Linked DNA regions of Mus musculus: all the other regions are linked to region 4. Evidence: chromatin contacts called from public Hi-C, HiChIP or PLAC-seq and promoter capture Hi-C data. All regions are on one chromosome and are shown on one strand. The core of a region is the stretch at or near the end of the contact, and the rest is flanking DNA. Distances in the headings are between cores, read along the strand shown. Region 1 holds the start of 1700055D16Rik (RIKEN cDNA 1700055D16 gene). Region 2 holds the start of Lockd (lncRNA downstream of Cdkn1b). Region 3 holds the start of Gprc5a (G protein-coupled receptor, family C, group 5, member A). Region 4 holds the start of Atf7ip (activating transcription factor 7 interacting protein).

Region 1 (6,392 bases), core at 345-2,844, 1.7 Mb before region 4:
TCTGAATTTGTCCATAAGATGGTAAATGTTATGAAAATATCAACATTCCACAATGTCTTTAAACACAATAAGTTCCACAGTTTTATTTTTTACATAAAGACAAAACCCTTTTGCAGTGCCTGGTCACATTTTGACTAGAATACACAAAGCCACAGACACTTCAGTTTTCAATTTACTTCTCCAAGCGACTGGTCTTCACCCAATAGAGAATTCTATAAATCTGAATTACAGCCTCCCACAGTGTGCTCGCTAATATTTGAATTGTCTCAATTGTTAAGCTTTTTTCCCCTTCTTCTGAAATTTACCTTTAAAGGTCTTTTCTTTAAGGGAGATGAAAAAGTGTAGGCTTTTTGAGGAAGTAGTTGTTAACTGTATGTACTATCAAGCTCCACAGAGTGGCCAAAGAGGCTTATTCCCCCTGAGAATCTATTTCAGAGAGAGAGAGATAACGTGAGCAGGAGAGAACACATACCTGGTCATTTTCCCAGCAGGTTCGATAGGTTTGATTCGCTTGTAAGAGCAGAGTATTTACTTACAATCTTTAAAAGCAAAGTGGCACCCAGCGCACTGTGTAAATAAAAACCTCAGAGGTTTAAAAACCCTCATCCTAACTCACTTCCCCTTGGTTCAGGGGACGGCACAGCCAACCCCACAGCAAATGAGATTATGCAACAGGTTTTTCCTCTCTAATCATGGGCTGATTAGAGGTGTGCGTTCTCCAAACAATCTGAGACACACAGGACTTCAAAACACCAAGGATCTTTGCAACAGGCGTTTAAGAAAAGTTCTTTCCAATTTTGCACAAGCCATTCATTTTAAGATCTCCTTGTACTTTCCCCAAGTGTATTATCAGCTTTCTGTAGGAAACAACCCGTCGCTCTTAAAGAGTTTGCATGTATGTCCTCCTTAGGGTTTTTTTTTTTCCACGTGAAACTACACCGTACACACACACACACACACACACACACCGTCCGTTGTTTCCCCGTTTTCATGTCTCACATTTTACAGCTACTGTAAATAAAGGAGTCACCGGCGGACCGTTTTCCTCCAACACCGTGACGGGAGCCCCGGAATGAAAGTTGAGTTTTGGGGGTGGGTTTTTTTTTTTTTTTCCTTGTTTAAGGAAGCGACACGGTCGCTCCCCAGGTGGCCTCGCTGGCTGCCTGCACACACACAAGGTGAATTTGGGATTATGGAAACAGTCAGGGCCCCACTTGGCAGGCGTGTTGTGTAACAGTCTGGAAGTGAGCAGCTTCGCCCGCCCAGGTGCCGGCGACCCGCGGCCCGGGGCTCGTTCGCCCGCTCGCCCGCTCGCCCGCTCGGCGCGGCGAGGCCGGGGCGCCCCCGCGGCTCGGGCCGACCCCCAGCGCGGCCTACACACCCCCCGCCGCCGCCGTCGCCGCTCCGGGCCGCCGTGGCCCGCCGGCCCCCGGCCGGGGAGAGCGCGCGGCGGCCGGCACGAGGAGCGGACGCGCCTCCCAGCCGGCCCGCGGCCCGCCGCGAACACTTACTTGAGGGGCCGCCGGCTCCAGGCTCGCGGAGGGGAGCGAGCGTTGTCACCGCGTCGCCCAGCCGTCGCTCGCGCGTCCTCCTCGCCGCCGGGGCTTCTCCTCTGAAGGGTGGGCGGAGAGCTTAGCGAGAGCCCGGGCGTTTGCAACTTTTCTTCACTTTCTCTTCCACCGCCCCCCGAAAGAGGGAAAAAAAAATGTCGACAGGGATGAAGAAGTTGAGGTAAAGTTGGGGGTCCGCGCGGGAAAAGCGAGAGGGGGAGGGTAAATGGTTGGAAACGGGATGAGAGCCCCCCCAAACGGTGATGCCCGCAGGAGGGGACCAGGGGGGGTAGTGTGGGGGTTGGGGAGAGAGAAAGAGTCGCTGGTCAGGAAACTTCAAGCGCGGATGAGGTCATCGGTTTAAAAATAAAGAGATGGCGTCACTTGAAACCAATCCCAGTGAATGAACTCAGCGGAGCCCGGGGGGGAAAGGAGGAGACGGGCGAGGGCGGGGCGGGGGGCGGGGTGGGGGGGCGGGGTCTCCGGCCCAGGCCGCGCATCGCCCGCCCCTCGGCGCTCGTCCCCGCGAGCCGGAGCCTCCGGAGCCTCCGGGAGGCGGGCTCGGGTCGCGTACCGGGCCGACCGAGCGGCGCCTCGGCGCTCCGGGTTCGCGGCCCGGGAGCCTGGGTCTGTGGCCCGCCCGCCTCCTGCCCGCGCTGGGGTCTCTCCTCCGACGGAGGCGGCTGCTCCAATGCCCCCACTCTAGGGGAAGGAAAGCAAGGCGATCTGAGAGTGCTGCAGTCAATCATTTTGTAAGAAGGTCCCGGAATCCCAAATCCGGGGCTTTTCTCTTGAGAGGGAAGTTACAGGTACTTGAAGGAAAACTGCACCGGTGATATCAAACATATCTTCACCTATGTCTTCGTCCTTGAAAGACCCTACTACACGAGTGCGGGCAAACGCAGCCAAGAATTATTTTTTCTAAAAGAATCTTTTCTGCGTGCCCTCGAGATGGCTCAACAAGTAAAGGGTCCATGCGGTGGAGAGAACCGCCTTTGAAAGTTGTCCTCAGTCCACATGCTGTTCCCCACCCCGCTACACACACACACACACACAAATAAATAAATAAAATGTAATACACACACACAAATAAAATGTAATAAGACGTTAAAGGTATTTTAGGGTTGTTAGGAGCACTGACGGCTCGATTCCCAGCACCCACATGGCAGCCCAGAACCATCTGTAACTCCAGTTCCAGGGGATCTGATGCCCTCCGCTGACCTCCATGGGCACCGAGCACACATGGGGCGCACACACAAACATGAAATCAAAACGCCCTTACACATTAAGTAAGTATTCTCGACATCGGTAGTACAGCATCATCTTTAAGTCAAACCAGAGTTCACTTGCTTTCAAGAGATGCAAGACCTACTTGAGCCTACTTTAACTCCAAGTCTTTCATGGGTTTGGGTTTTTTGTTTGTTTTGGTTTGCTTTTGCTTTTGCTTTTTTCTCCCTTCTTTTCAAAGTAGCTTTGTTTTGAGACACTACCTACTTAGGAAAATGAGAGACCTGAGGTGGCGACAACCACTCTCAGCAACTGAATAGGACAATCGAAGCTTTATTCCAGTGTTCTTTGAGCATCTGAGCTTGAAGCTTCTACTAAAAAGGACTCACGTGGATATCACATAACAAAGATGAGATCAATGACAGAAAAGCACACTTCGAGTGGACTGGCCCAAGAACCAGATTCCTGTACCCCTCAACACACGCCATCTGCAGGGTACTGAAGTAAGGATTCCGGCCTTCAAGCAGTATGTTGAGGTGAATCGATGTGGGCACCGCCTAGGTGGCTTGGCGTGCTTTCCGAGTGGGTTAGAAAGGTAACGTTTCTGTTAGTCCTCTCCCACCTTTAAACCCTGCAACAAAGGTGCACCCGTTAAGGCTGGCAATCATTAATCATTTAAGGTAACCATTATGGAATATGCCTCCGGGGACTTGCAGGTCATCTTTCAGAGTGAAAAAGGGAGCCCTTTTGGAGGTGAGAACCGCAGAAGCTGCAAGCTGAGCTTGCCGATGCCGACCCAGCTTAGAGGAGAGGTGCCTTTGACCTTCTGCGGATTTGAGTGGAGGCGGCTCCCTGTCCTCTCGTGGCAGGACGCGGTACTGCAGCGTCACCAGCTGACAACCACCAAGACGCCTGCTTTTGGAAGTTGGGAGAGGAGTAGGTGAAAAAGAGCTATATAAGGAGTCCCCTAGCTCAGGAAAAAAAAAAAAAGTTTGTTTGTTTGTTTGTTTTTTTAAATGTTCTGGTCTAGCCAGGTGTGATGGTACACAGGTAGCAAGACAATTCTGGCACTCGGGACACTGGCTGGACCAGCGTGGTGGCTCTCTGGGTAAAAGGCCTGAGGACCTAAGTTCCATCCTGGGATACACAAGGAAAGGAAGTACTCCTGGTCTCCACAGCCAACACGAGGCATGTCTGTGCATACACTCATCGCATACACATATACACTTTAAAAGAGACTGTGGCAAGAGGATTGAAAGCTAGAGGCTAACTTATGCTACAGAGGTTGACTGTCACAAGCAACAAAGCCAAGTGCAACTGTCCCCTTCATGAAGATGGCTGTCTTTGGTTTATCAAGGAACCGGCAGCCGGTGTTTCACAGAAAACGGTCTTACTGGGTCAGGATTTCAATGCGCTAGAAACAGAAAGAGTGGAAAGGATGAGATGCCGTCCTTTCAAAAGGCTTGAGAAAAAGAGGATAAATTCCAGTAAAGCATAAGTGTAGAACATTTAAACCCTCCAAGGTCATAGTGGTCTGGCAGCCTATCTCAGGTTCAGCTTGCTCCTGATAGTATCCTGTGGGTGTTTTGTGTGCTTGTTTGTTTTCACATTTGTTTATTTATTTATTTATTTATTCATTTATTTATTTACATACTAGGGGTGGACCATGGTACACTTGTAAAGGTCAGAGAACAACTTGCCAAACAACTTAGTGTCCACATGTGGGGCCTATTGGTCAAACTCAGGTCGTCACACTTAGCAGCTCACACCTTTACCTGCCTCAAACCTAACCAGACATGCTCCGTGTTTGTTTGTTTCGTGTTTCGTGTTTTGTGCAGAATCCTACTCTGTAGCCCAGGCTGGCCTGGAATTTCATTAATTCTGCTATCTTAGTTTCATTAATTCTGCTATCTTAGTCTCCAGATTGCTGGAATTATAGGCATGACAACCATGACTGGCCTCTAAAGCTCTTTTTTTTTTTTTTTTTTTTTTTTTTTTTTTTTTTTGGTTTTTCGAGACAGGGTTTCTCTGTATAGCCCTGGCTGTCCTGGAACTCACTTTGTAGACCAGGCTGGCCTCAAACTCAGAAATCCGCCTGCCTCTGCCTCCCGAGTGCTGGGATTAAAGGCGTGCACCACCACGCCCGGCTTAGCATATTTTTAATATTATGTAGAATCCAAGTTTGAAGTTCTGGCCAAGGGCATTTCTGGCAAGTAAAATAATATATGTACATATATATAAATTACATATGTATATGCATATATTATACACACACATACATACATACATACATACATACACACATACATGGTGAAGTGCTGAAAATACCTTTTCCTGTTTTGATGTTCTCACTTCCCAACTACTGGAATGTGTGTAATACTACATCTGGCTTATACTGGATTTTTAATCCTCATAACAACCTTTATAAAAGGGATTCTGGCTTTGTAGCCCAGGTTATTCTCAGACTCATGTACCCTAGGCTGGCCTCAAACTTGTAGTTACCCTACCTCAGCTTCCCCCAAATGCTGGCGTTAGAGATATGTGTCCCCATACACAGCTTATGTTTATGATTTTTTTTACATTGAACAAAACAGAGACTGGGAAAAAAATCAAGGAGCTTTGCAAGGACACATAAGTGGTAATAAGAAGTTGAAACTAAATTCAAGTGTCCCCATGAGACCAATTTGTTTAGAAAATACAGAATATGAGTTCCAAATAACACTAAAGCAATATCGCTTCTCTTAGCATACACTTCTGTGGAGCTTGTGACTCAAATATAAGCTGCAGAGGGGCTGGAACTCGCCAGCTACAGAGTCCAGGGGCACATGGTGGACATGTACAAGGTATTGACACCAAGTCCTCTGAGTCACTGTGAGGTTTAAATCCTGTGCCAAGTAAAGCGCCGAGTACCTGTACGGTGACATGGTAACCACCTCACGCCACTCCTTCCGCCTTAGGAAACCCTCATATGGAACCGACCTAGATGACGACCCACAGACTGAACTGGGGTACAGAGAATGAGGAAGCTCATTCCAGGAAGAAGAAACAAGTACAACAGGAGAAACAGAAGTAATGTGTGTCGAAACAGCATTTGACTGCAATAGTATAAAGTCTGGGAAACAATTTAGAGCTAGATTACGTTAGGACCCAGCCAAAGAATTTACATGCTGTAAGTAACGGGAAATAGTAGGAATTATATTTTTTTTTCCATTTTTTATTAGGTATTTAACTCATTTACATTTCCAATGCTATACCAAAAGTCCCCCATATCCACCCACCCCCACTCCCCTGCCCACCCACTCCCCCTTTTTGGCCCTGGTGTTCCCCTGTACTGGGGCATATAAAGTTTGCAAGTCCAATGGGCCTCTCTTTCCAGTGATGGCCGACTAGGCCATCTTTTGATATATATGCAGCTAGAGTCAAGAGCTCCGGGGTACTGGTTAGTTCATAATGTTGTTCCACCTATAGGGTTGCAGATCCCTTTAGCTCCTTGGCTACTTTCTCTAGCTCCTCCATTGGGAGCCCTATGATCCATCCATTAGCTGACTGTGAGCATCCACTTCTGTGTTTGCTGGGCCCCAGCATAGTCTCACAAGAGACAGCTACATCTGCGTC
Region 2 (6,730 bases), core at 954-3,453, 1.6 Mb before region 4:
GGACTCCTGCGCCCGCCGCGAACGTCCCTTTGCGGGTTTGCGGCCGCCGGCGTCAGCTACCCGCTACCCCACTACCCTGGTCACGGCCCGGTAGTCTCCCCAACTGTCCCGCAGCCCCGATCCCGCCCGCTCACTGTGGCAACTGCTGGTCGGGCTGGCTGGCGCCTCAAGACCAAAAGTCTTTAATGTCGCCGGCTACTTGCAAGTCCCGCACTGCCAGGGTGGCTGCGCGCAGTTCCCGCGCCCCGGGCGCCCGCAGGCCGCAAAAAAGCGGCCGCGCCTCTATCCGCGCAGCCGGGCTGGGTTACTTCTTAGAAACCTTTCTTCCTCACCATCGATCCTCCAGACGAAGAAAATCACTATGGAAGGCCCACGACCCTTCCCAGAGGACACCCCGCCGCTCACTGAGTTCTGGGGGACTTGCCCGAAGGGACCAATTTCCCGGAGTTCGTGGACCCTCCAGGGCAGCAGCCCGCTCCCACCCCTACCGCAGGGCTCCAATGATCCGCAGCCCCGCGGATTTCGAAAGCCTTCCCGGCTCGCTGGCGGCTAAGCGACCGTCACCAATGCGCGCCTAACTGTGGAGAACCACTGCCGCTTTCGGTGATCAGCCCTGCCCTTCACCCTGCTTGCAAAGTGCCCCCCACCTTTGCATCCTTGGCTGTCCAGAACCGCAGACCTGGGCAAGGAAGAACTGGGGGAAATAAGGATTTGGGGAGGGGGCTGTGATGGGTTAGATTGGGGGACTATGGACATTCACTAGTGGGAGGGAGCAAGCAGTCGGCCTTTCAAGCCACTGTGTGCCCACCACCCTGGCTGCACTGAGCGACCTTTCCTGGGAGCCAGAGAATTGCCTTCGCCATTACACCATCATCACCAGAAAACACGATTGCTCGTCTAGCGCTTTGAACTAAAAGGTGTTTTGTTTAGAAGTCCACTTAGGATCCCTGATCTGTTTTTCAGAGCATGGATTCTTTTTCATTTGCCATCTTTCACCTGAGCCACACCCTACTCCTGCCCCCCCCTTTCCTGGCTTTAAAAAATAATAAAATTAAAGCAAAAAAGAAACCTTGCAAACGACACTGAGGGGTAAAAAGGCCATGGATCCTACTTAGAAACCTATGGGGTCGTCTCCCTGATTTCACTCGCGTGGGGTTGTAATAGGGTGGGGTCAGCCACAGGCGGATCCCGGAGAACCGAAAGTGCACTTATTTCCACGTACACTCAAGTCTCAAGTCCCTCGGGCCTCCATCCAAGTCACAGACTTATCATGCATAAGGACTCAGCAGAGGTAGGAACCAGAAATTAGGAAATCTTAAAAAATAAAACAAAAGAAAAACCCCTTATCCATGCTTTGGGCGCGAAACCTCGACGCGCCTCTAAAAGGAACGTTAAGAAAAAGGCCGGGAGAAGGGCGCGCGGTTCGGGCGCCGGCCGGGGGATTGCATCATTTGCGGCTCCCCCTCCAGAACCCGGACTGAGAACCGCAGCCACCATCATGGCGCTCGGGTCGGGACGCGGGAAGCGCGTCCAGGCCGCGGCCAGCGAGCTTAGAAGCGTTTGCAAACTTGTTACTTGGCGGCGGAGCGCCGGTCTCTGGCCCCCTCCTTCCCTTTGTGTGCGTGTGCATGTGCGTGCGTACGTGTGTTTGCGTGTGCGCGTGTGTGATGTGTGCATATAAAGCGAGAAGTTGAAGTTTCTCCCTCTGGCCTTCCCCAAACCCCCCCTCCCTCGTCCCGAGCTGGTGGTTGTAAACTTGATTGGCATTGGCTGCGCCCACTGACCCCTGCACCGAGTCCACTGAAGATTTAAGGTGGATCTGCGAGGCTGCAGCTGCAGGCGGAGCCTCGCGCTTAACTGAGTTTTGGAAGAAAAAAAAAAAAAGCCTAAACCGTGCGCCTGCTGCGTTTTACGAATCCTTCGGTCCACAGGTCCGCGGGTCCCCGCCCAGCCCGCCGCGCTTCCCCCGCCCACCTTCCCCTGCTTCCCCATTGGCTCGCGCCTGCAGTTTGAATTTTTTTTTTTTTTTTTTTGGATGCTTGTTTTCTTGTTAAAAAAAAAAAATTACCGTACGGTAGATCATGTGATGAGACTTAGTTGGGGAGTCTGAGGTGGGGTGTTTTAGCTGGTTTGATTGCAGGTAGTAGGGAGTAGGATGGGTGGAGCTTTCTGTTCCAAAAGTTGCCCCCCCCCCGCCCCGCCCGCAAGTGCCGTTGACAGAATGCAGGCGGGAAGCTTCAGTTTGGGTAGAGATGTAGCATCAAACATTCACGGATGTCCAGGGAGCACGGGCACACAGGCTGCTGGCCAGAGGTACTAGGAAGGTACAGGCGGGAGTTCGACGAGGACGCACCTTCCCCTGTCTTGGAAAGGTAGACTTGGGGAGGGCGGGAGCGGGTAGTTATCCTAGAAATGAATATTACCCGTCATAGGAATAAACCAACCAAATACAAGGTGTGGCTATAGACTCTATATAGAGCAAAAGAGGTGTTATTTCTGGGGTTAGAGTGTCAAAATCCATCAGGACAAAGGCAGTCGGTGTCATTTTCTTCCTTTTTAACCTTAAAGGGGGGGGGGAACCTGTCTGTTTTCCAGGTTTGGTTCCCCACCCCCCCTTGTGAGGATGAGAAGGGGACATAAAGTCCCCTTTTGATTTCTGGGTCAGGAAACTCATTGGAAAGAGTTTGTTAAGATCTAGGAGGATTCAATTAGTAGAACAGGTCTAATACAAGTGATGGCTTTTATTAATTAGGATCCAACTATGTTTTTCTTTGCAGTGAAGCTTTTAAAACGTCATAATAATTAAACAGTAGTCCTAGATCAGTCTTTCTCTTTATCAGGGACATCTCATATGTATACCTTTCTTTGCCTTTGCCTTTTTTTTTTCTTCCCTTTTTCTTTCCTTAAAATAATTTCTCCTGATATCTCCTTTCAGTCTGTTTTAGCCAGAAGCCCAGCCTTAGCCTCCATTGGCCCCTGAACCAGTATGCCATGTTCTTAGTTTTTTAGCTGTCTAGTTCTGACCTTACCTCTCCCAGTCCACTAAGCTCCTTGACCCCGTCCATAAACCAACATGTTTGAGCTGCTCTCCAGGCTGTATTCATGGACTCTGTTAGAGGCTCAGTGCTTACCTCTGCCTTTCAGAGGACACATCCGATCAGAATGAGCAGTCCATGAGGAAAACCACATCCCTGGAAGGAGGAAGCTAGTCTCAGAAACAGGTCTTCATCTTGAGTGTGAGCCAAGCAGGGATTTGGATGGTCCCCGGACAGGGGTGTCATAGATAAAGATTCAGATAGCACGTGACTGTGAAAACAGGCTTGGAAACTTGGGCTTGGCATGGTGGAGCACACCTGTAATCTGAGCACTTGGGAGCTGGAGGCAGGAGGATCAGGAGTTCAAGGCCTGCTTAGGATACTGAGAGACTTTGCAGTCAGCCTGGGCTGCATATAACCCTCCCTACCTCGAATATACCAACAAGCGTACAAACAAAGGAGGTCATAAATAAAACCCCACTGGACATGGTGGTGTACAGCTTTAATCCCAGTACTCGTGAGGCAGAGGCAGATGGATCTCTATGAGTCCCAGGTCAAAAATAAATGCATTACTACTAATAATGGCTCCCCTCCCTCTTTCTCCCTCCCTCTACTTCTTGCTGGTCTTGAACTTGATGTGTCTGACGTAATCTCTTAACCAGATGGGACTGTAGGCACGTGCTACTGTATCCACCCTAACTTTTCATACTAAAGTGAAGCCTTTACATTTAGGCTCTGGAACAGCTAAATAGAAATCTATGGACATCTAGGTCTTGGGGGTGGGGAGGGGGAGGTTAAGTGTTTTCCGTGTGAGCATGACGACCCGGGTTTGGATTCCCGGAACTTATATAAAAAGCCAGCAATGGCAGTGCACGTTTTTAATCCCAGGGCTGGTGAGTGGAGAGAGAAAAAGTAGATTCCTGGGTTCTAGTGGCCAGCCATTCTAGCTAAAAAAATGGAGGGCCATAAGAGATGCCAGTGAGGACCCCCGCCTCCACATAGGTACACCCCATGCATGACACATGCGTGCACACAAAAGAAATCTACTAGCTAAGGTAACCTTTAAACAGTACTAGGTGGGAGCCAAATAATTGGGGTATGTACTGCTGACGGTGGTCCCAGACACAGAACAGAGCAGAAAAAGTTCTGCATATTGAAATATCATAGCACTGTGCACTGTCCACACGTTTGCGGCGTTCCTGGCGCAGACAAGCCAAGGGTGCTGTCAACTGTGTAAGAGTACAGCCATCCAATTATGTACAATACTCGATAATAATAAATTAACTTTAAAAGAGTTCTTTTCTGGTCTCTGATCCTTCAGAGTCATCAAAGGAGAGAGCAATTCTATGCATGTCACTGCCCCTAACTTTTACCTTCCGGGGAAGACAGGATACAAGGTAGATGTCGTTGTACTGTTTTTGTTTTCCACTGCCTGGCTAGAAGCCAGAGCCTTGTGCATGGTAGGTGAGCATACTAAAATTGAGTGAATCTTAGGCTAGCCTTGAATATAAGGTGTAACTACACCTACAACTTCAAGTAGTCTTCCTTCTTCTGCCATCCCTCCCCCCAGGAGCTTGAATTACAGTTGTACACCACCACACCTGGCTCAGGTAATAATAAGCTAGATCCCACTAGGCTAATACATAGGTTTGGAACTTTGTTTTGAACAGTAACAAAAATTATTTTTTAAAGTAAATAACACAGAAGGGATGGGGCTATAGCTCAGTTGGGAGAGTGCTTGCCTAGCATGAACAGGCCCCAGTTGTGATCCCCATCTCTACAAAAACCTGGTGCATGCCTATAATCCCAGTACTCAGAAGGCAGAGGCAGAGGCAGAGGCAGAGGAGGCAGAGGCAGAGGAGGCAGAGGCAGAGGCAGAGGAGGCAGAGGCAGAGGAGGCAGAGGCAGAGGAGGCAGAGGCAGAGGCAGAGGAGGCAGAGGCAGAGGAGGCAGAGGCAGAGGAGGCAGAGGAGGCAGAGGAGGCAGAGGCAGAGGAGGCAGAGGCAGAGGAGGCAGAGGCAGAAGCAGAGGCAGAGGCAGAGGCAGAGGCAGAGGCAGAGGCAGAGGCAGAGGCAGAGGCAGAGGCAGAGGCAGAGGCAGAGGCAGAGGCAGAGGCAGAGGCAGAGGCAGGAGGATCAGAAATTCAAGGTCATCTTCAGCTACACAGCAAACTAAGAGGCCAGACTGTCCTATAGGAGACTATCCCAAAACGAAACAAAACAGTAACCAAACAACAAACAAAAAAATGATCTCACAGATTAAGCCCATAAGGAAAATAATTTAAAAATATTTGTACAATGTGTTTTAAGTTAGATGTTATTACAAGTGTTTTTTTGTCTTTGTTTTGCTTTGTTTTAAAGGCAAGCATAGTTTGCATGCCGGTAATCCTAGCACTAGAAGTACTAGGTGAAGCTAAATGCCATTCTTGGCTGCACAGTAAGTGTGAGGGCAGCCTGGGTTACGTAGCAAAAATAAAAAAGTAAAAAAAAAAAACAAAAACAAAAAAAACAATGTTATATTAAAAAAAACTCAGTATATTGTAGAAATTAATTTATTATCTAAGAAAAAAAATTGTTTAAAATAGATGATGTTTGGCCCAGTTGGCCACTGTAGAAAGTCCACAGTGATGTGTGGCACTGGTCTCCACATATTCCTTTCTGTTACTCATTGATTACCCCAGGGCAACTCTCAGACATGCATGTTCTAGTCTGAGGACGAGTCGTATGCAGCTACACCAGTTTATATCTGTGTTTGTTTATTTTGAGACAGCTGAGTGACGCTCAGACTTACTATGTAGTTGAGAGGCCTTAAACTTGGTCTTCCTGTCTGCCTCTCGAGTCCTGGCATTACAGGCAGACACGGCCACTCCAGTTTCCGTTTTGTTTCTATTCTGCTATGTTTTTATTCTTATTTTACACACTCGGTAAGCTATTTTATGCAATATTTTTACTTTTCTGGGCTTAGATGTTTGGATACACGTATCTTATTGTTACAATCACTCAAAGTATCCAATCTAGAAGCCGCTGTTCAGAATGCAGGCTAGGAGCTGCAACCTCCCCTGTCCTGAAGCCTAGCTGTGCAGGGGGGCTCTACCGCCTGCAGTCAGTTTCTCGGTGTTCACACACAACGAAAACAACACATTGGTCAGAAGGTGTCCCTGTGATCAGCAACACATGACTGCAAGTCTGATGAAACCAGACTTGATCCCCATGGCTCTCCTGTTCTGTGAGGAGAGACAGGGAAGTCCAGTATATTAGGAATAATTAAAGAAACAAACTCTGAAACTCGAACAGGCCACATTTACTAATGCAATTTAAGGGACGGGAGGGTGGTGGGAAGATGTGAAATCCTCTTTCTAGGGTAGAGTCTACAGTAGGTGACCTGGACAGATGAAAAAGGGAAGTGTTTTCTAGGACAGGAACATTCACCATGAAAAATATGATAACTCCCATCAATGCCTTTACAATTTCCTCCTGATAAACTTTGGTTACCTTGTATCCTCCCCACCATCCCCAGAAGCTAGGAATCCAATTCAGAGTCTTGTACATGCTAGGCAAGTGCTCTGCCACCAAGCCATGTCCCCCAATCTCCACTTTCATTGTTCCTCCTTTCATCCCTCCCCCAACTCCCTCAATCCTTTAGTCTCCGATGCACCCAGGGCCATATTATTTTTAAAAATGCAGACTATGGTTTCA
Region 3 (6,699 bases), core at 645-3,144, 1.5 Mb before region 4:
TACATCACAGCATAAGCTCATGAAGAGTCTTTCTATTGGTGTGTGTGTGTGTGTGTGTGTGTGTGTGTGTGTGTGTATGTGCGTGTGTGTGTAGCACTCACCATGGTCCTGTGTGTAGGTCAGAGGACAACTTTACAGTCTTGGTTCTCTTCTTGGACTTGGTTGACCTTCATGCCGATTTTGGGAATTGGACTCTGGTTATCAGGTTAGGCAGCACGTAGTTTATTGGCTGAGCCACCTTCCCATCTCCTCTGCCTTTTTGAGTCAGGCTCTTGAGAGTAGCCCCCCCTCCCCCTTTCCCGTTGCCCTATATCACCTATGTGGCTCAGGCCGGTGGCCATCTTCCTGTTTCAGTCTCCCAAATGCTGACTCGAACTGTCATTTGCAGCAAGTCACCTTCAGGTGACCTCAAACTCCTATGTAGTAGAAACTGGCCTTGAAGTGTTTTTCTACCTGCTTCTACCACCCAAGTGCTGGCGTTACAGAGGTGCCCCGCGCCAGGCCTGGCTTGTTACATTTTATTCTTTTCTTTTCTTTTTTTGAGACAGGGTTTCTCTGTGCATCCCTGATTGTTCTGGAACTCACTGTGTAGAGCAGACTGGCCTCCAATTCACTGAGATCTGCTTGCCTCTCCCTTAGGAGTGCTGGGATTAAAGTTGTGAGCCCCTACCATCTGGCAAGATTGTTTGTTACATTTTAAAAAGCATTTAAGGGTGTGGAGAAAAGTGGGTCTCAGCCCCTTGTAGGGGTTAAACATCTTTTTCACAGGGGTCACCTAAGCCCAGTAAAAAGCACAGATATGTATATTAAGATTCATAACAGAAGCAAAATTACAGTTATGAGGTAATAACAAAGATAATTTTATGGCTGGGGGTCGCCATACATGAAAAATTGTATTAAAACTGAACTAAAGCACTTAGAAGGCCTGCTCCAGGCCTTCCCTACTACCTAAAAAGCTTAGTTCCCCCGCTGCCCACCAACGCAACCAACGGGGTAAACCTGGTCCAGTGCGTTGACATTCCAGGACTTTTTGACTACGGAGCAGGCAGGTTTCAGCCGGACTGGCCTGATAATGGATGCGCTGCGGGCCCCTACCTAAGCAGGAGGAATCAGACACCAAAGGCAAATTCCTTCATTTCAAAATTTTATCTGGCGTCTCTGTTCCTATCAACTGCTTTGTCAAACTTTTGGAGAGGTGGTTAAAAGAAAGGCGATATGATCTCTCAGTCAGGCCATGCTAACTTGGCTATGCGACAGTTCCAAGAAGGGCCTTGCTGAAGCGTCTCAACTTTTCCTTGGTCTTTACTCTTTAGCCGCGACTGGGGGACCCACAGGAGAGTGAGTGGCTGTCTCTTCCCATTTAAACTTGGCTTCTCCCTGCTCACCGGAGGAAGGAGTGGGTGATGGAGAGACAGGTGCCGCCAAGGGGAAATAAAGACCAACTTCTCCCACAGAAAGTAACAAAGGAGCTGCCTGGAGCTGCTGGCTTAAGTCTTTGCCCTTGGGGCCCTATAGTGCCCTCAGGGAGGATGGGTGTGGTTCCCTCCAGGAGATGACAGCCAGCAGCGCTCATCCGTAGCTGGGTTCACCGTGTGGCTCTTTTCATAAGGGCGGGAGCTCTGGGACCGACCTGAACACTCGTCGAGAGCTACGCCTGGCAGTCTAGGGTGCTTCCCCCGCAACCCCGCCACCTATTTCATGAGTGACTGTGCTTCTGACGTCAGGGAGGCTTTCAGTTCATTCTCTGGCACGGTGACTTTATTTTCACAACAGCGAGAAGTGCCGCGGAACTGGATTAGGCGTGTCCTCTCCCTCCGCCCCGCCCCCGCCCCTTGTCCCTCGGTTCACCCTCTCCCTCCCTCCGGCGACAGAAGCCTTTATAACCGCTTTGCGCGGCCAAGGCGGGATCCTTGTCCCAGGACCTGCCCAGTAGCCAGGGGTTGAGCGCTCTCGCCTTTCACGCGTGAGTCGCAAGTTCTCGCTTCACCCCGAGCGCCGCGGCGCCCAGGTAAGAGGGGTTTACCCAGGAGCGCGCTCCGGGCCCCAGTTTTAAATCCGGAGAGTGGGGCGTGGGGAGCCTTGGGGAAGGAGAACTGAGACAGTACAGCCCGTGATGGACTACAGCTGGCTAGGAGAAACAGATGAAACCGAGAAAGGAATGTCCTTAACTTCTCTCACCTCTGAATGTGTTCTCTGGGCTAAAACAGAGGGGAAAGACCAATCAGCAAACAGTTAGAAACTGTAGCACAGGCCTGTAATTCTGCACCTGGGAGGTAGATGCAGAAGAATCAAGAGTTCAAGGCCAGCCTTGACTCTACTGTGAGTTCCTGGTCAGCCTGGGCTATATAAGTCTCTGTCTCCAGATACAAAACAGTAGTTTAAAATACCAATATTAAAAGAGAGGTCCGTCTTGAACTGTACTAGGCCCCTCCCACAGGTTCTATGTAGCCACTGGTGGGTGGAAGATGGGCTATGATGCTTTCAACTCCCATCTGAGTTTCAAGGGTCTGTGAATGAATAGAGGGGTAGAGGGAGAGGATGCCAGCCGCTTCCTTCCCAAAGGAGCGAAGGCCGTGGAGGTCAGGAAGTGACTCACCTCAACGCCCCCCCCCCCTTCTCATGTGCGTGTTGTTCCTCCACCCCATCCCTTACTTTTCCTGTTGCCCCAGTCTCTAAGACCCTGTCTCTCTTTAACAAGAGGGGGTGAAAAGCTTGTCTTCCCGGAGGAGAAGAGACACAGGCAGGAGGAGGCTGGCAGATCACATTGAATGGAAAGACAGGAAACAGCAGTTGTTTTTTTTTTTTGTTGTTGTTTTGTTGTTGTTGTTTTTTTTTGTTTGTTTGTTTTTTTTAGACATTCAGGCTGGCCTCGAGCTTGTAACCACCATTCTGCCTCAGTTTGCAGAGTGTTGGGATAACAGGTATCGGTCTCATGGTAGAAGGCTCCCAAATGGCAAAAGCCTGCCTGGAAGCAGGTAATTGAAGGACCATCACCGTGCCTGCCTGCCTTTTCTCCAGGCAAGTGTCTGAGGCTTTTGTTGAAGCCTGGTGAAAGGTTCTCTGGAAACAGTCTCTTCTTTGCTCTTTACTGAAGGAGAATTCTTTAGCCACTTCAGATACAATGGCCTGGGAAGGTGGAGGGGAGGGTGAGGCCAACACTTCACCCTTAGGGGTTTTTGTACTGGCCATCACTGATAGAGAGAAGGAAGGGGAGGGGAGGAAGGGTTGGGAGGTGCCTTAGGATCAAAGAGGGAATGGAGAGGCTGGCCCCCAGGCCCAAAGGGAATGGCCACAGCTGTCTCTGACTTCCCAAGAAAAGGTCTCTACCTGGCTCCAGGCAGCCCTGTGTTTCCTGGTTCTGCAGTCATTTATCCAGCAGCCACCTGCCGCCAGGTCCTTATGCTGAGGAGTCGTAGGCAAGCGTCTTTTCTGTGTGTAGGTCCTGCCTGTCTGTAGTTGCACAGTATCCGTAAGCAGCAGGTTGAAAAAAATGTGCGCCTTCATTCCATTCTTGAGAGGTAATTGAGGATAACAGAGTGTGAAGAGGAATGTGGATTGGGGATTTCTGCTCTTTCTGAAGATCCACAGAGAGCAGGGGCAGTGGGTGGGGGCAAACAGAACAGTTTTTCACTTGAGGGGATCAGAGCAACGCTGGCTTTTGTTTGTTTGAGTGCTCTCTCTCTCTGTCTCTTTCTGTCTGTCTGTCTCTGTCTCTGTGTGTCTCTCTGTCTCTTTGCCTCTGTCCTCTCTGACTCTCTCTCTCTGTCACTGACTCTGTGTGATTGTCTCTCTGTCTCTGTTTCTCTTTGTCTCTGTGTCTTTCTGTCTGTCTGTCTGTCTCTGACTCTGACTCTGTGTGTCTCTCTGTCTGCCTGACTGTCTCTGTGTCTCTCTTTGTTGCTGTGCCTCTGTCTCCCTGGTGTGAACACGCCACACTGCACATCTGGTGGTCAAAGGACAACTTGAGGGAATTAATGGTGTCTTGTGTGAGGAACTTGGGTCCTTAGACTTGGCAGCAAACACCTTTACCATTGAGCCATCTCGCCCATTGGTGTTACCCTTTTAGGAAAGGGACTCAGGTAACCATGGCTGACCTGGAATTCACTGTGCACACGAGGCTGCCCCAGTCAGATCTACTTCTGGTTTCTGAGTGATGGAATTACAGGCCTGAGCTACCCTCTGAAAGCCCAGTGTTTGCATTTTTATTGCTCCCCTACCACCTTTTTTCTTTTTGAGTCGAGGTTTCTTTGTGACCCTGACCAGCTTGTAACCCACGATATAGCCTGGCTGGCCTGAACTCTTGCAACTCACTCTATGGCCGGGGTTGGCCTGAACTCTGCTTCCCAAGAGCTGAGACTCAGGCATGCTCTACCATGCCCACCTTATCCTTACTTTTATAGCCTGCCTCCTTCCCTTCCCTTCCCTTCCCTTCCCTTCCCTTCCCTTCCCTTCCCTTCCCTTCCCTTCCCTTCCCTTCCCTCCCCTCCCCTCCCCTCCCCTCCCTTCTCCTTCTCCTTCCTTCCTTCCTTCCTTCCTTCCTTCCTTCCTTCCTTCGAACAAGGCTTGATCCATTGCCCTGGAGTATTTTAATCTCACAGGCTCAAGTGCTTCTCCTCTTTCACATCTCAAGTGGCTGGAGTGCAGGTGTGACCCAAGGCACGGAATCTGTATGTTTATTTTAGAATTTCAGATCACTCTGTTCTAAACTGCACTCAGTTTTTGGCAAACATGTGTGACCATTTGGATAGATTCCATCTGATAGAGAAGGGGTAGCAACTATGGTCTGTTGTCCAAAGTGGCCCATACGTTCGTTTTCTTCCTTCTTAATGACGAGTTTCATGGGGATCTATTAAAACTCATTTGCTTTTGTATCATTTGTGGCTACATTCAAGTTACAAGTTCATGGCTTCTAAAAGCCCCTGCCCGGGGCATGGTGGGGCATGCCTTTAATCTCAGCACTCCAGAGGCAGAGGCAGGTGGGTTTCTGAGTTCGAGGCCAGCCTGGTCTACAGAGTGAGTTCCAGGACAGCCAGGGCTATACAGAGAAACCCTGTCTCGAAAAACCAGCCAACCAATAAATAAATAAATAAATAAATAAATAAATAAATAAATAAATAAATAAATAGTAAAAGCCCCTGCTACTTATAGCTGCTATACAAAGTGCTTGACAAGTGCAGATTCTGAGAGTGTGAATTCTTTGGTTAATAATGGAGATATGATTGGTATGAAGATAGACAGTGTTTCTGGTAAAGTATCCAGAAAACATTCTCGTGATTTTGCTGGTTATTTATTTTATGTATGGCATCTGCCGAGGACTAATTTAAAAAAGTCTATAGGGGCTGAGGAGATGTCTCAGTGGGTAAGAGAGAGTGCTTGATGCGTAGGTATGAGGATGAGAGTTAGGATCATGAGTTAGCACCCGTGTAAAACCCAGGCCATGGCAGCAGATGGCCATGCATGGATGCAGAGGCAAACAGATCCCGGGAGTTCCCTAGCCAGCCAGTCCAAGAAAACAGTGAGCTTCCTGTACAGAGAGACTCTGTCCCAAGGGAAGAGAGCCATAGAGGAGGACGTTTAGTGTCCTTCTCTGGCTTCTGCATGTTAGCACACAGCCACACATACATGACGTACATACATTTTAACGTCTTCTCATTATGATGCTTTTCTTCTTTACCGTGGTGGATCTCGGATTCATTTTGTTTTGTTGGTCTGGGTTTTACCTTGAACTTGCTGGGAGCCCAGGTGTGTGCCATCACACAGTGATTTCTAGTATTTTATTGCACTCTCTCATGAAAGTCTACTTTATAGTACAGCTTTGTTTGGAGTAAGAGTAAGATGGCCCCACTCTCAGGCACTGTATGAAAGTGGAAAATGGCCCTGAGCCTCGTTCTCAAACTTGTCTCCGTCTGTTTTGGTGCCATGATGATGATGATGATGGTGGTGGTGGTGGTGATGATGATGATGGTTTTCTTCCCACCAATCACTGCCTAGAGACTCAACTCAGTTATGTTAGTAAAGCATTATTCACAGGACGCTGCCATGATGTGTCATGGTTATGTGATGGGAACTGGGGTGGTTACCCGTACAGGGGATCCCGCAGAGGTACTTCCCACCTAACTAATCCTTTTTCAGCTGCAGAAACATTTTTGTGGGACTCCTCCCTTGGAAGAACTCAGCCTGGATAAACGTAGGAGGGTCAGAAAAATGTGCACAGATTCATTTTTAAGATCTCTTACTCCTTTAGCTGGGTGTGGGAACTCATGGATGAGAGCCCATTACCTGGGAGACGGTGTCAGGAGGGTCAGGAGTTTGAGGCCAGCCCTGGTGACACGAGAATGAGACTCTGTCTCAAATAAATAAATCATCCTATTACTCACACTTGAGGAAGTATTCGGCAGTCAATCTTAGTCCAAAATACTTGCTCAGAATCACTGTGCAGAACCACATACAGAGAGAGATGCCAACAGACAGGGGACTCGATCTGTGTCCTCACGGAGCTTGTTAGCTACTGGTGTTAACATATAGTCACTACCAGGCATACAGGAAAATGAGTACTTCACTGTCAGGGCTAGGAAGAGACCGATGCGTTTAGAATGAGGTGGGATTAACCATACTGTGATACAAGTTCCCAGTAGAGGTTATGTTGAGACCAAGCTTTGAAGAAATACATCATTATTGTGAGCAGAAGGGAAGGAAGTA
Region 4 (6,532 bases), core at 1,076-3,575:
GGGCTCTACCAGTGGCATCTGATCTTGTGGAAACCATGAATTTTGATGTTCTAGAGGGTAGGCTAGTGCACATGATATGGTCTCAGATGATCCATCACTAGGCAGGAGTAGGCACATGTGGGTGGAAAGATGGTTCACTCATTGTCCTGGTTGTTCAGAACTGGCTGCTCTTCTGGAGAACTTAGGTTTGATTCGCCAAGACTGACATGGAGGCTCACCTGGGTGACAGCATGAGGCAGCACAACCTTGCCCAGCTCTGACATACATCTCTTGTGTGTTGGTCCTGAGGAAACACTTCCCACAAGATTTCACCTCAATGATGTGGGGGCAGTCCATCGGCCACTGTCCCGGAAGAACAAAGTTCTGGTCTCTTGTTTATCACAGCTGGTTCTTCAGCTCGAGCTCATTTTAAACCACAGATTCTTCACACAAATGGCCTGGTAGAGTCTTTGCTTCCCTCTGAAACGTCACAAGCTGGGCCACTGTCGTCTGCACTGCTCTCAACATTCTTGTCTCTCTAGTTTCTACGTAACAGGTCCCTGAGTTCTCCACACTCCATGGCTTTAGTACAATGTCCTACCAATCTGCCTCTAATCAACATGCCCAGGTCTGTCACAGGAATTCTGGGGCTGGAGCAGGAACATGGAGCTGATGTTTTCTTCCTTTTCTTCTTTCTTTCCTTCCTTTCCTCTTCCACCTTTCTTTTCCTTTCTCTTCTGTTTCCTTCCTTCCTTCTTTTATTTATTTATTTATTTTTTTTGAGTCAAGGTTTCTCTGTGTAGTCAAGGATGTCTTAGAACTCACTCTGTAGACCAGGCTGGCTTAACCTCACAGAGACAGGCTTACTTACTGCTGCCACCCAAGTGTGGGTGGCACCACACTCAGCTGGGTGTTTCCCCTTTCAAGGCCTCTTGTTAGATTAAGTCAAGTCTATTCTAGATATTCTCTCTTTCAACTCAAAATCAATCTAGAATCTTAAATACATCTATTAAAAACACTTACCTTTTTCCTTTTCCCTTTTTTGGAAACAGGGTTTCTCTATATAGCCCTGGGTATCCTGAAACTAGATCTGTAAACCAGGCTGGCCTTCAAGTCTTAGATTTGCCTGGACACTGTATCACATTTTATGACCCCAGAAGTTGTTTCTTGAATTTCAATTTCCTTGGGTTTGCCTGTTTAATGTCCTAGTTGAATTGTCAAGTACAGGACAATAATGAAAGCTGTGAGCTTCTTTGGAGAGAGAGTCTCAAGCTCTAGATGATCTGGGAGCATGTGGCCCCAGGTTGTCCTTGTTCTCTCAAGACCTGCCTCATCTCCCTGAGTGCTTCTGGGAATTGAGCCACAGCTGCCCATGGGAGTGTAGATTTCCTCAGCACTGACAGCTACTTAACTTTTTGATTGGTTAAGTTACTATTGAACAAATACTTAAAGGGAGAAAATTAAGTTTAAGGGATTCCACCTAATATTATTTTTCTGGCTCTTACTGATTTACAAAACATATTTAGAATCTTTTCTTCATTCTAGCTTCTCTCAATTTGTCGGAACAGTGATTACTGTCTCTATTTAAGCGACACGTGAATTTATGAGGTGTGAAGGCATGATTGGTACTGCTTGCTCTCTTACAGGATATCCCCCCAAAAGATGTTCATCTCCACATCTTGATGATTAACACAATTAACTTAGTGAACTTTAAGTGATACCTGTAACACTTTGACAGAGTTTGAGGCCGATAGATTTCAAATTCCAGACCAGTGTGGGCTACGTGGCAAGTTCAATGGCTAGACTGAGTTAAACTGCACGAATCTTCATCAACAAAACAAAACAAAAAGATAAAAATTAAAAAAAATTTTTTTTTCGAATAAATTACCGTACTCTAGGTTCTCTAGACTTATGGAAAAATCTTTTCGCTTTTTAAACACCTACTTTTTTTTTTCTCAAGTCTCATGGAGGGGTGGCCACTGAGGAATCTCCATGCAAAAAAAAAAATAAAAAAATTAAAAAAAAAACAAAAAAAACCCCAATCACCTCCAGGATAAAAAAGAAAAGAGCCAACCGGAAAAAAAAAAAATCACCTCCGGATGCGATCGAAAAGACGGCAGCGCCACCACCGCAGACGGGCTACAATTTCAAGGCAGGAGGCGTGGCCAAAAATCCCTCATTCAAATAAAAAACCAGGAGATTTGCATGGAGAATAGGCATCGCGCACGTTCATTGGCCGATCGCTCAGTGGGTGGAGTACATAGTGTGCCCACGAAGCTCCGCCCCCATCTATTTGCATAACGGCCCCGGCGCGTGCTGGGGAGAAGCGGGTTTGTTTTTGAATCTGCGGTGGCGGCGAGTGGAGCGCACGGCTGAGACGGCAGCGTCCGGGACGGCTGCACGGGACGGCTGCGTAGGAAGGAACTCGGGTCCCAGGCTCTCACCTCCCGCCCCCGAAGGTATACGCGAGTGCCAGGGGCTGTTCTAACCACTGTCGGAGAAATGACTATTGTATTTCGGAAGAGTCAAGACCGCATTATGGCGGCTGCGGGAGTTGAGTGTGCGCCTGCGCGGTTGCGAAGCTGCGGGCGGGCGCTGCATGGGAGCACGTGATCGCGTGGGGTCGGGCTCTAGCTGCAGTTGAGCAGCTGGCCGGGCGGTGGCTGCGCAGGCGCAATATTCATTTTCAAGAGCTAATGTTCTTGTTGGACGCCATTTGGGTTCTAGATTTAATTTTCTCATTCTCGAGGGGGTTTCGTCTCGTGCTTCTTCTTTTCACATTTTCCGAGGAAAACGTTTCTCTCGTGTCTTACACCTACCCGCACCTTAAAATCCTTTATTTCTCTCACGGTTTCACCGGTGCAGACTTGATATTTTGGTACAAATTGCCTCTTGTGGTTCTCGATTATAATTTCGCGTTTAGTTAGGTATTTCTGGATTCGCGTTCCATTTAGGGAGATAAGATCGGCACCTAGTGGTGCTCTCGGGGGAAGTGCATTTACTTCAGCTGCACTTTTGTAAATACATTTTTAACCCTGTTTTTACCGGTTCGCTTTTGGATGTGCAATGTTTACAAAATAGAAACTTTTATTTTTGATTTGTTTGAGAGGACAAGAAAAGGATGTACAAGTTAAGTTGAAATCTCAATTTTCTCAGGTATTACATCTTTATTATTTTTTTTTTTAAAAAGGAACATTTCATCCAAAGTCAATGAAGTTTTAATCCAAACACTTGAGTCTTTCATGTTTTTAGTTTTACTGTTTCTTCAGTTAGAGAAATGTTAAAGAAAATTAGTGAACACGATTTCTCATTATTTTGGGATGACGTATAAGCTATTATATCATTTTTTGATGAAGAATTTTACAAATATTACAAGTTCTATTGAGGTCCTTATTTAAGGGAATCAATTAAACATTTTGAGTTTTTGAAAAAAATATGTGCACTGTAGTATATGTGTATAATGTACACTTTAAATATGTTTTAGGTGTATATGTCCTGGTTTTAGTTTCTTAAAATAACTATGGGTGTGCTACTGATTAAAGTTGTGATGCCACTAAATTTCAGTTGTATGTAGCACAATTAGGTCAGTTGTATGTAGCACATTGGGTCAGTATACGTATAATTTAATATAATTTTCTTATTCTACCCGTTGTTTCTTACTAGTCTAAAAACTTGTGTTTTCATAAACATCTGTCATTCATATGTATAGTTGCTTTTTTGGTTGCTTATGTAACCCAAGTTTAAATCAGTCTGTTGTCAAATTAAGTGCTGTTATAATGTCGATTGGTTTGGGCTATCTCTATTACCCGAAACAAATACTCTTAGAAATAATAGGATATAATTGAAAGGAACATTTTGGGCTGTTTTTTTTTTTTTTTTTTTTTTTTTTTTTTTTTTTTTAAATGCTGTGACATATGCCCTGGAATGGAAGGACGGGGAAGGAAGTCTTCTCCTCCTGTAGCTAGCAGGTCTAAAGTTGATGTAATGGGAATCTTGAGCCTCTGCTGTCTTGTACCAGGAATGAAGGCAGTTCTGCCTTTTTGAGACTTTGATGCTTCTGAGGTGGTTTCCCCTCACCCCATTTTGTACTCCTAGTATTTGAGTTTATGTATTTAAGCTTAACATTTTTGTTTGAATGCATGGGTAATTGTGTCATGCGTTAATATTGAGCATCATAAGAGGCACTAGAAAATTACATAACATGCAATTTCAATATTGATGGGACAGTTTTGCTGTATTTCTTAGAAGGTAAATGTAATTTTAAGTTTACTAAAATTAATGAATTGTCTGAATGTCAGTGGTTGATTCTTTAGTATTTTAGAAACAAGTACTAAAAGTTTGAAATTTTAGTTTGGTTATAATTAAATGAAGCATTGTGCATGTATGTACACACACACACACACACACACAGACAGACAGACATGTTACTCAAAGTATGAACAATCACTGATATGTAGTTTAGAAAGAATCAGGCTGGAATGATTTAAGTCATAAAATTAAAATTTTATTTTTTAAAAATTACTTGATTTTGTACTCTGTTGGAATATTTTCACGTCCACAGTATGAAGATTTAGTATTGTGTTAATCGCCCTTAACTACTGTGGTGATGTTTGTAACTTCACTTTTGCTGTGGTAGATCAGTCTATAAATATTTATCACTATATATACATATAAATACGTACACACACACACACACACACACACACACACACACACACACACACACTTACATGTGTATGTTTTCCAAGACAAGGTTTCTCAACCCTGGCTGTCCTGGCACTCACTCTGTAGACCAGGCTGACCTTGACCTGCCTGCCTTTGCTCTGCCTCCCAAGTGCTGGGATGAAAGTCATGTACCATTACTGCCTGATTTCATTTTTAATTAATTTCCTGCAATTTTCCTTTTTGGTTGTGTGTGCTGTGGGTCAAACTCAGGGCCTCAGGCATGCTAAGCACACACTGTCATGTTAAGCACACACTCTCATGCTAAGCACACACTACCATGCCCAGCTGCATTCCCCAGCACACTGCATGCTCTTGTAACTTAGTCTGACTAGCTCCCCATTTTAGTGTTCTAAAATGTTTTTTAAATAACTGCATAATAATGTATTATCAAAATCTTAATTATCAGATATTTTCAAATCAATCAATGTCTTTATTCCTTTATTGAGACAATGTATCCCTATGTAGCCCAGGCCATACTAGAACTTGCACTGAAGCAGATGGATATGGTTCTTCTGGGATTAAGTGCCTGGCTCCAGTATGTTTGTTTTTAAATATCTGAAGGTTATTTGTACAGGATGAGTGCACTCTGACTTTGTAAGCCTCCTGCTCAGACTGTGTGTGGCTCTGTTTCTCTTTGTTCTCCCCTCCTCACCCCAGCTTCTCAGATGTAGCTCAGGCTGGCCTAGCCCTAGGCTGTTTTTGCCTCAGTAGCCTGAGTGCTGGTTACTGGCATTGTCAAGCTAGCTTGTTGCTTATTTGCCTAGTAGAAATTTTGTTATGGTAAACACATGGTGAACACAATCATAATCCATAAAAATAGCTGTTCAAAATTGGTGTTTCTATGTGGAGCAGCAGTGGCACACAACACAGAAACCTGGCTTGGAAAAAAATAAAAATAAATAAATGCAAAAAAAAAAAAAGCGTTTCTAAGGGTTTTGCCAGAACAATTAATTTGCAAAATAGAACAGTGTAGAGGTTTTTAATTTTGTTTGCTTTGTTTTTGTTTTTCCAGGGGCATTTCTCACACTGCCACCAGTTAAGGGGAGTCACTAACTTTAATTAGGGAAGTCGATTTCTTTCCTGTGAACTGAAGTGTTTGAGGTGTGTGTGTTCAGTTTGCTAATGCTCCTCCTCTCTGCTTGTCAGCAACAGGTGTGCCAACTGGCATACTTAATGGAGCAAGTAAGGGTCTCCCGGTGTAGCCCTGCCTGTCCTGGAACTCACTATGTTGACCAGACTGTCCTGGAATTTACAGGAATTCACCTGCCTCTATCTCCCCCTGGAATTAAAGGCCTGTGCCAACATACCTGGCTGCACTGTCTTTTTAATTTATGATTTATTCCAGAGCTTCTCTGTTGACAAAGTATTACCTGTGGTGAGATAGATTTTTCCACTTCATTTTCTTCTAGAACTTCATGATTATTTAAAAGTAATCTTGTGTGTATGATGTGTGCGCATGCACTTGTGTCTGCTTATGTATGTGTGTGCTCTTCCTTGGCTTCTGTATGGACTTTAGAGTAGATGCTCAGGTGACTGTCCTTGTTTCTGACTTGGTTTGTGCCAGGATGCCTTAGTTACTTTGCTTTTATTCCCTGCCTACGTGAGCTAGGAGCTTCTGGGTGTTGTGTCTTTCTGAGAGAGCTCTTGGATGACAGACACTTACGCTGTCATGGCTGCTTCTGGGCTTTGAACTCCGGGCCTTCCATTTCTCTAGCTCTGCTTTGTTTTTCAAGACAGTGTTTCTGTCTAACAGTGTTGGGTGTTCTGGGACTGACCTTGAATTTAGAGATATCCCTCTGCCTTTGCCGTCCCTAAAACTGAGATTAAA

The links. Promoter capture Hi-C pulls out the DNA fragments that hold promoters and counts their contacts. A called contact is a pair of places that touch in the nucleus more often than the background predicts. HiChIP or PLAC-seq counts read pairs in DNA pulled down with a chosen protein or histone mark.
Region 1: a contact with region 4 is called in a promoter capture Hi-C map of pre-B cells, with 6 times the contacts expected there. The contact joins the promoter of 1700055D16Rik here to the promoter of Atf7ip in region 4. A contact is called at or near these places in 2 of 39 promoter capture datasets (liver and pre-B cells).
Region 2: a contact with region 4 is called in a Hi-C map of B cells, with 12 read pairs. The contact joins the promoter of Lockd here to the promoter of Atf7ip in region 4. A contact is called at or near these places in 7 of 39 promoter capture datasets (the 3T3-L1 cell line, the C10 cell line, cranial neural crest and 2 more), 9 of 484 Hi-C or Micro-C datasets (B cells, CD4 T cells, CD8 T cells and 4 more), 10 of 115 datasets of contacts at active chromatin or transcription factors (the SCID.adh cell line, astrocytes, bone marrow-derived dendritic cells and 6 more) and 1 of 9 other capture datasets (liver).
Region 3: an HNF4G HiChIP or PLAC-seq map of pancreatic cancer cells shows a contact between it and region 4. The contact joins the promoter of Gprc5a here to the promoter of Atf7ip in region 4. A contact is called at or near these places in 3 of 39 promoter capture datasets (the 3T3-L1 cell line, cranial neural crest and hippocampal neurons) and 1 of 115 datasets of contacts at active chromatin or transcription factors (pancreatic cancer cells).

Annotation. Positions count from the first base shown.
Region 1 is chr6:134,790,766-134,797,157 of GRCm38.p6, forward strand. It overlaps 1700055D16Rik (RIKEN cDNA 1700055D16 gene), which reads left to right and starts at 1,595. Exons shown (of 2, transcript NR_151454.1): 1 at 1,595-1,731. It overlaps Dusp16 (dual specificity phosphatase 16), which reads right to left and starts at 1,863. Exons shown (of 7, transcript NM_130447.3): 1 at 1,512-1,863.
Region 2 is chr6:134,926,889-134,933,618 of GRCm38.p6, forward strand. It overlaps Lockd (lncRNA downstream of Cdkn1b), which reads left to right and starts at 2,204. Exons shown (of 2, transcript NR_037956.1): 1 at 2,204-2,397.
Region 3 is chr6:135,063,768-135,070,466 of GRCm38.p6, forward strand. It overlaps Gprc5a (G protein-coupled receptor, family C, group 5, member A), which reads left to right and starts at 1,895. Exons shown (of 4, transcript NM_181444.5): 1 at 1,895-2,008.
Region 4 is chr6:136,516,526-136,523,057 of GRCm38.p6, forward strand. It overlaps Atf7ip (activating transcription factor 7 interacting protein), which reads left to right and starts at 2,326. Exons shown (of 15, transcript NM_019426.2): 1 at 2,326-2,438. It overlaps Gm44140 (a long non-coding RNA gene), which reads right to left and starts at 2,228. Exons shown (of 4, transcript XR_001785394.2): 1 at 2,073-2,228; 2 at 1,924-1,967.